Linked DNA regions of Mus musculus: region 2 is linked to region 1. A link is a contact called in public HiChIP or PLAC-seq data. All regions are on one chromosome and are shown on one strand. The core of a region is the stretch at or near the end of the contact, and the rest is flanking DNA. Distances in the headings are between cores, read along the strand shown.

The links. HiChIP or PLAC-seq counts read pairs in DNA pulled down with a chosen protein or histone mark.
Region 2: an HNF4G HiChIP or PLAC-seq map of pancreatic cancer cells shows a contact between it and region 1. The contact joins two enhancer-like sites. A contact is called at or near these places in 1 of 15 datasets of contacts at CTCF or cohesin (the NIH/3T3 cell line), 16 of 484 Hi-C or Micro-C datasets (B cells, the C2C12 cell line, CD8 T cells and 8 more) and 4 of 115 datasets of contacts at active chromatin or transcription factors (CD8 T cells, embryonic fibroblasts, embryonic stem cells and 1 more).

The regions. Positions count from the first base shown.
Region 1 is chr10:44,077,434-44,081,260 of GRCm38.p6, reverse strand. The region is part of intron 1 of Crybg1 (crystallin beta-gamma domain containing 1); the gene reads left to right. Among named protein-coding and RNA genes, the nearest start is that of Crybg1, 69 kb to the left of the region's middle. Within about 2 kb of position 1,955, at least 62 of the 459 cell types and tissues checked have an H3K27ac peak or open chromatin away from gene starts, as enhancers often do. A contact at or near this core is called in pancreatic cancer cells, where this site is marked.
Region 2 is chr10:43,971,519-43,975,345 of GRCm38.p6, reverse strand. Crybg1 (crystallin beta-gamma domain containing 1) reads left to right here. Exons shown (of 22, transcript NM_001368305.1): 11 at 162-319; 12 at 1,326-1,452; 13 at 1,543-1,688. Gm40636 (a long non-coding RNA gene) reads right to left here. Exons shown (of 5, transcript XR_871622.3): 2 at 2,110-2,218; 3 at 780-895. Among named protein-coding and RNA genes, the nearest start is that of Gm40636, 5.1 kb to the right of the region's middle. Within about 2 kb of position 1,940, at least 22 of the 459 cell types and tissues checked have an H3K27ac peak or open chromatin away from gene starts, as enhancers often do. A contact at or near this core is called in pancreatic cancer cells, where this site is marked.

The sequences.
Region 1 (3,827 bases), core at 706-3,205:
CTATTGGCTGTTTTTCTGGTTATAACAGAAGGTATGGTGCTTTTGGAAAATATAGGAGGCTATAACCCCTCATGATCTAGTTCATCAGAGACGGCCACTGTTTGATGTTGTGCATTGCCGGCTCTGTGTTTCTGGCTCCATTACCTGGTTGGCAGGTCATTGCTTGTCTGCTTGTCTGCCATTACATCAGGAGCTTTACTGCGTGTCTTAAAGGAGAAATGATATGCTGTAACATGGATGTGCATCAGTTTCATGATTGCCTAAGTGGGGTTTGCTGTAAGAAACAATACTACCATAGACAGCACTATAAGGAAGTGTTCTTTATTGATTTCTTCAGAATCATTTTTATCAGAAGCAGAGGTGTAGGACACTGTGCTTGCATACTGGCACTTAGTAAGTACAGACAAATCGCTTACTTAAAGCGTTGCGGCCATTAGCAGCCCTCCGCAGCACCGCAGACATTAGACAGGAGCAATGTGCAAAATCACTGCCTATCCCCTGCCTCTCTTTAATGTGTTTTAAAATTTAATTACATGTATGTGTGTGTCTATGTGTGGGTATGAGCAGGTATGAGCGCATGTGCCCATGGAGGCCAGAGGGGAATCAAATACACTGGAACTGGAGTTACAGGTAGTTTCGAGTGACCAGTGTGGGTGCTGCAAGCCAAAGCTCAGGCCTCTGCAAGAGCAACTGCTCTTAAGTATCGAGCCAGCTGTTCAGCTGTCGAAGTCTCTGGCTCTCTGGCTCTCTGGCTCTCCGGCAGCTCTCCGGCTAGAGCTTGCCAGCCTACCAGCTCTCCAGCTCTAGCTCTTCTCTTTGTCTTCCTTCTCTTTGATTTGGTGAAAAGAGAAAAGGCTTCTCCTTCAGTATTTCTAAAAGAGGGAGCCTACATGTTTTCTTCTATTAGAGGGAAGAAAAGATGATAGATTAGGAAATTAACCTTACAACTAAAATTATGTCTACTCTTTTCAGTAATTAGTCAAGACAGCTGGCAAATGCCCATGTGGTCATGAACACCAAGCAATATGTCAAATGAAAAATGGTAATGCAATTTGTTTCCTTTTTAATGTTATGAATTGCTTGTTTTAGAAGCATTTTATATGCTTAGTGTTACCTTATTCATAGAAAACAAGTTTAAGCAAAGGGTGCTGGCATATGTCTACAGTTCTACTACCTGGGAGGTAGAGGCAAGAAGATCAGACTTTCAAATCCAGCCCCAGCCACAGAGTGAGCTCAAAGCTAGCCTGAACTATATGAGACCCAATCTCAAAAAGAAAAGAAAAGAAAAGAAAAGAAAAGAAAAGAAGAGAGGAGAGGAGAGGAGAGGAGAGGAGAGGAGAGGAGAGGAGAGGAGAGGAGAGGAGAGGAGAGGAGAGGAGAGGAGAGGAGAGGAGAGGAGAGGAGAGGAAAGAGGGAGGGAGAGGGGGGAGGGGGAGAGGGGGGAGAGAGGGGAGAGAGAGGGGAGAGAGAGGGGAGAGGGAGGGGAGAGGGGAGGAGGGGGGAGAGGGGGGAGAGAGGGAAGAGAGGGAAGAGAGAGGGGAGAGAGAGGGGAGAGAGAGGGGAGAGGGAAGGGAGAGGGGAGAGAAGAGAGAGAGGAGAAGAGAGAGGAGAAGAGAGAGAGGAGAAGAGAGAGAGAGGAGAAGAGAGAGAGGAGAAGAGAGAAGAGAAGAGAAGAGAAGAGAAGGCTTATTTTCTTTTTGAAGCTTTGGCTATATTTAAACATTTTTGTTCCAAAATCAGTGTGGAAATAGCTGTACTGAGGAAAATGAAATCAATCAGAGCTGTTCTGCTAGTTTGTGCTAGATTTTCACATTCAAACCCTGTAAAAGCTCCTGCCTTTATCTCCAGTTTAGAAATAAGATCCTGCCATGTACGCAGACAGTTGACTCATAGCCCATCGTGCAGAGGAGATAACACTCCCTAATTTACAGTCCTGTTAAACAAAATAAATACTTTCTTGGGACAGAATGCTTGTGGTTTGGTGACTCAACTCTCCCTGAGCTGGAAGCTTAGATTCTCAACTAACCAGTGGCACAAGAAAATACTTGTTTTATATCATACCCAGGAAAGCTATAAATAAATAAAGGCATTTATGGAGCATAAGTTACAGGGATAGATGATGTTTGAATCTTCACTCCTGAAAAGCCTATAATTGACTTGAGAAATACGAACACTTAATAAACAATACCAAACCACAGGAAGTCGCCAACTTACCTATGAAATTGTATTTCGTAATAATTCCCTTAGGGTTGAAAACCAGGGCCACCCCTGCCTGTGCATGTCCTTCAGTTCTTGCTCTCTGAAGAGACTGGTGCCCTTGAGCCCAGACTGGGACAAGGGAGGGTCTCTTGGCTTCACCTTCCTGTGCATTTGCTGAGCTTGCCCCCATTCCCCTGCTTCCCTTCCTTATGGTCCACTTCCCTCCCTTCCCGAACACACCCTAAGCTAGCCCCTCCCCACTTCACTTCTCTCCCCTCCTGAACACACCCTCATATTATCTGAGATTCTTTTCTCTCTTCCTTTCTAGACTTAGTCGGGGAAGATCTCTCAGATCTTTCATTTTCCCAAGTTCTTTTTCATTTTTTTCTCTTTAAGATTTATGTCATGTGTATGAATTTGTGACACGTGGGTGCTTGGGAGTTGGTTGTGAGCCACCATGTGGGTGCTGGGAATTGAACTGGGGTCCTTCTCACGAGCAAAAAGTACTCTTATCTAAGCCATCTTCTCCCTGACTCCCACTTCACTTTCTCTGTCTTCTTACTTTCTCCTCCCACCCCACGGTAACCTTCCATCACTCTCTGGGTGTCTGTAAAACCCAAGGTTAGATAGAGCTAGTGGTGCCTCTGTGTGAAGAGGAAGAAAGACTTGAATCTCCAGGAAAAGTCAAACATAGTAGCTTCTGGTAGTGAGGAAAGCCCAGTACAGTTACATCCTATGTATCTGAAAAGATCTCTGGCCAGCATCTCTTCCTAACCAACCCTGATAGTTTTTTCCAATATTGTATTTTTTTACATAAAATATTAATCTACACTCTAGAAAGACAAACTTGTTCCCAGACTATTTTGTTGCTTTCTTGTTCTTTTTAAAATCAATATCTGAGCAAGTCTGTGATTCCTAATGACATTCGTTTTGCCTCAATGGTTTAATATTTTAGGGCATTTCCTAGAAATCAAGCCACTGTTTTGATACTGTATTTAATGTAAATATGTTACCTTCAAATTTTCTTTGAATATAACTCCAATGTATCTTGGCATTCCCTTTCAAAGTGGATGTTTTAGGTAAGGAAGCTCAAGATTTCTTGCAATCAGCAATCTGGGGGAGTGGCTTTATAAGTTAGATTTGCTGGCACTGACAGCCAAAGATCACAAAGGAAGGGAGGGAAATAACCTAAGCAAAGAATATGCAAAGTATATAGAAGGAACAGGCAGATGGTTCTTTATGACTGAGGGCTTAGAAGATGGGTTATTGGTTAAGAGAGCTTGCTGTACAAGCATGTAGACCTAAGTTTGAATCCCAGCACTCCAAAAAAGTCTAGGCATGGTGTCATGCCCCTGTAACTCTATTGCTCTAAGGACAAAAAGAGAAGGGTTGCTGGACTTACTGGCTGCCAACCTCACTCCATTTTCAGTGAGATTTCTTTTTCAAAGGGTCAAGGTGGGTATAGCAGGGTACCTAGTGTTCTCTGGTTTCTGAATGTTTACACACAAGCACATGTACCCCCCTTACTTGAGGATAACACACACACACATGCACACACGCATACATACACACAAAACTTTTTTTTTTTTTTAAGAAAGTCAAGTTTAAGGGAAGACATAAATGAGCTT
Region 2 (3,827 bases), core at 691-3,190, 110 kb after region 1:
TGTCTTGTGGGGGCTGGAAGCCAGGGTCTCACACATGCTGGACAAGAACCACACCCCTAGCCCAAGTAAGTGCTATTGAATGACAGGGTCAATGTTTAGCTATTTTTTTTTTTAGCTATTTAACTTCTCCAAATTATTGGCATATCTCCCTTCTATTGCAGGTAGTTATTTATGAAAAGCCTTCCTTTGAAGGAAGGTGTATGGAGCTAGAAACAGAAATGAGTAGTTTTATCATGGAAGGAGGTGAGACAGAAGAAACAACTGGAAACAACAACTTGCCCTTTACATCCGTGGGGTCTATGAAAGTCCTAAGAGGCGTGTAAGTACAAGGGTAATGGTAAGATTTCTCTTGTTCCCTGATGAAATAAGAAATGTGCCCTCTTTTCCCCAAAGACACATTCCTGATTATAGTCTGGTGATATTTTGTGGAGAGTAGGGAGTCATGGAGACTGAACCCCAGGCTGTTGTCATACATGCTGGGTCTGTATGACGTCATCCCCAGCAGGGTCTGCTGAGCTGGACTTGTGCCAGTGGCTGAAGGGACACTATAGGGGGGTCTGGTGTGGAGCTCATACAGAGCTGTACAGATTGATTTTTAAAGTGTCATGTTCCAATCTAATGAATCATTTATTAATTTTCTTTCTAATTTTCATGATCTTTTTGAACTTTATAGATCTTGCACATTTCTAGTAAAAGCATATACTGAAACAGTCTTGTAAGTAGGCAAAAGTGTAGATTTCTAACTATTTATCTTTATTTTATGTGTATGAGTGTCTCACCTGCATGTATGTCTGTGCACCACATCTGTGCAGTGTCTGAGGAGTCTAAAAGATGGCGTCAGAGCCTCTGGAACTGGAGTCACAGTTTTAGCTGTTATGTGGGTTACTGAGATCCTCTGCAAGAGAAACAAGTGCTCTTAACTGCTGAGCCATCTCTCTAGCCCTTCATTTTAATTACATACACAACCACACATCCAAATGCACACACATACATATACACCACACTCAAAAGCTTGCGCGCTCGCACGCGCGCGCGCGCACACACACACACACACACACACACACATACTCACAGATACATACAACTACACTCCTTTACAGAACTCTAACATGTTTCTTAGGTTTTTTTTCTGAGGTTTCTCTCTGAACAAATTCTCTTAAACATTAAACAATTCTAACAAAAGCACATAAATTTGTATGCTGTCCTTTCTAAACTTGGAGAATTTCACAAATTCACACCAAATATTATATTTGTGTTTGTCAGTACATGGGGCACATGGGAAGCATTGCGAATGTCTGACTGGCCGCTTGCTCTTTCTCTCGTAGCTGGGTTGCTTATGAGAAGTGTGGCTTCACTGGCCACCAGTATTTGCTGGAGGAGGGAGAATACAGGGACTGGAACGCCTGGGGAGGCTACAATGGAGAGCTCCAGTCTCTGCGGCCTATATTAAGTGTAAGTTAAGGAGAAGCTAACAGCCAACGTGAGGTCCTTTCGGGATGATGAGCGGCTACCCTTTACACTTGAATCTCTCATTCTTAATAGGATTTTTCAAATGCGCACATGATAATGTACAGTGAGAAGAACTTTGGCTCCAAAGGTTCCAGTATTGATGTGTTGGGAATTGTTGCCAATTTGAAGGAGACCGGCTACGGAGTGAAGACACAGTCAATCAATGTACTGAGTGGCGTGTAAGTGAAGCAATCCCACCAGGAGGTGAAGCTTGGGTTTCACTCGGGTTTCTGTTAAATTAGTAGTCTGTGATGCAGAGTCAGCCCTCAGTAAATATCTCACGGGTAAACATTAATTCAGCCCCTTTGTATTTACAGCTGTGACACTTTCATGGCTGGCCTAAAAATATTCTGATGTAACCTTTTCCCCCCATTGGAGCAGGCTCTTGGTGTCATGGTGGAAATATGCAGCCCTGTGGCCCTTTGTCTGAATGGATGGATTGTTAGTAAGCTGGCATTGACTTTGAGGTTGGGAGAAAGTCCCAGTAGGCTCTCCTGTAGTGCTATGGCTGCCAGTGCTCCCTCACTAGTATGTTGACATAAAAACCACTGTTTAGACTACCTGGAGTGGTCAGCTTACCTGACCTTGGCATCTGCTTACCCCAGCCTTCCGTGCTGAGAGTATGGCACTCCACTCCGTGTTTTCACCAATGCCAAGTCTTTACCGAGATGTGACTCTGAGGCGGAAGTGACTGATCAGGCATACCAGCCTAAGAGATAGAAACAGAACTTATTGGCTGCACAATAAAAAGGCCTAGAGAAGATTTTGTTTCTGGCCAGGCACAGTAGCATAGACCTGTGCTCTCAGCACTGAAGAGGTGGAAACAGAAAGACTGAGTTCAAGGCCAGCCTGGGTGACATAGTCGGGTCCTGTCTGGAAGCAGTAACAGTGACAAGGCCAATCAAGCAAAAATGGTTTGCTGGGCTTGTTCCCAGGGCTCTCCCAGAGGTGGACCTCTTTACCCGTGGCCCACAGCCGTGGCTGACTCTCGTTCTCCCGACTCACTGCATGCTCAGGTTCCAGGTCTGACTTTGCTTCCGTGGCGTGGGTCATTAGTACATGCCTTAAGTAGAGAGGTGACTGTGCTGCTATGGTGTGGCCATCCTAGGGTCAGTTCCCCAGTGGGTATGATTGAAGTGTATGGCTCCCCAGGAATCAGAACGGACACCAGATCTCTGCCATAGGGAACTGTTCTCATGATCCAGCACGTGACCCTGCTGATTTCTTCTAAGTGGTAATGTTATTAAAAGGACAGGAAGAAAGCAGATGTTGGTTCTATTGAAAGCAGTTGGTGTTAGCCTACTGAATCTGGCTGGCCTCAGCCCTAATGCATTTCTCGAGGCCTCCCCCAAGACCCTGGCGAGTCTGACATGTCTACAGTGAACACACTTGTGTTGTTAGTCACTACATCATTGCGTAGGTTGTCACTTGTCACTAGGCTGTATTAATTACATCATTAGCCCTAACATGGTATGTTCACATGGTATGATCACAGCTGGCCGTCTACCAGAACCAGGAGTTGTCTGAACATAGGGCAGAGGCCACCGGAAACAATGTGCTGGCTTTGCAGTAATTTCAGATCATGCTTATTATTGTCTGAAAAAGTTGTAGTGAGCCATTCAGTCTTGGAGAAACAGTCACCAGGTATCCTTGCTCTTCAGTCATCTACCTAGCAGAGGAAGCTGGAGGATGCTGGGTAGATGTTGATGTAGGCTGAGTTAGCACAGCACATAATTCTCGGAGCCTGTTTTCCTTCCTTCTTACCCGCACTGCTTGCTTCATATCAGTTTCCTTCAATAGGATGTTGGGCTTTTATATCTTTCGATTTTTAGTCATTTTTAGTTGTATTTCTTGGCAGAGTCTTTTTTTTCCTTGTAGCAACTGAGGTTTGGTATTAGAGGAAGTAGAAGGGAGGCACAGTTGTACATACACACACATATACACACACCACATACACACACACACACACACACACACACCACATACACATACAATACACACAAACATACATATACCACACACATACACACCACACATACATACCACATACACATGCATAAACCACATACACCACATACATATACACATACAACACACACATACACACACAACACACACATACACACCACACATACATACCACATACACCACACACATAACACATACAACACACATATATACACACAACACACACAAACATACATACACCACACACATACACACCACACATACATACCACATACACATGCATAAACCACATACACCACACACATATACACATACAACACACACATGCACACACTCATACACCACACACA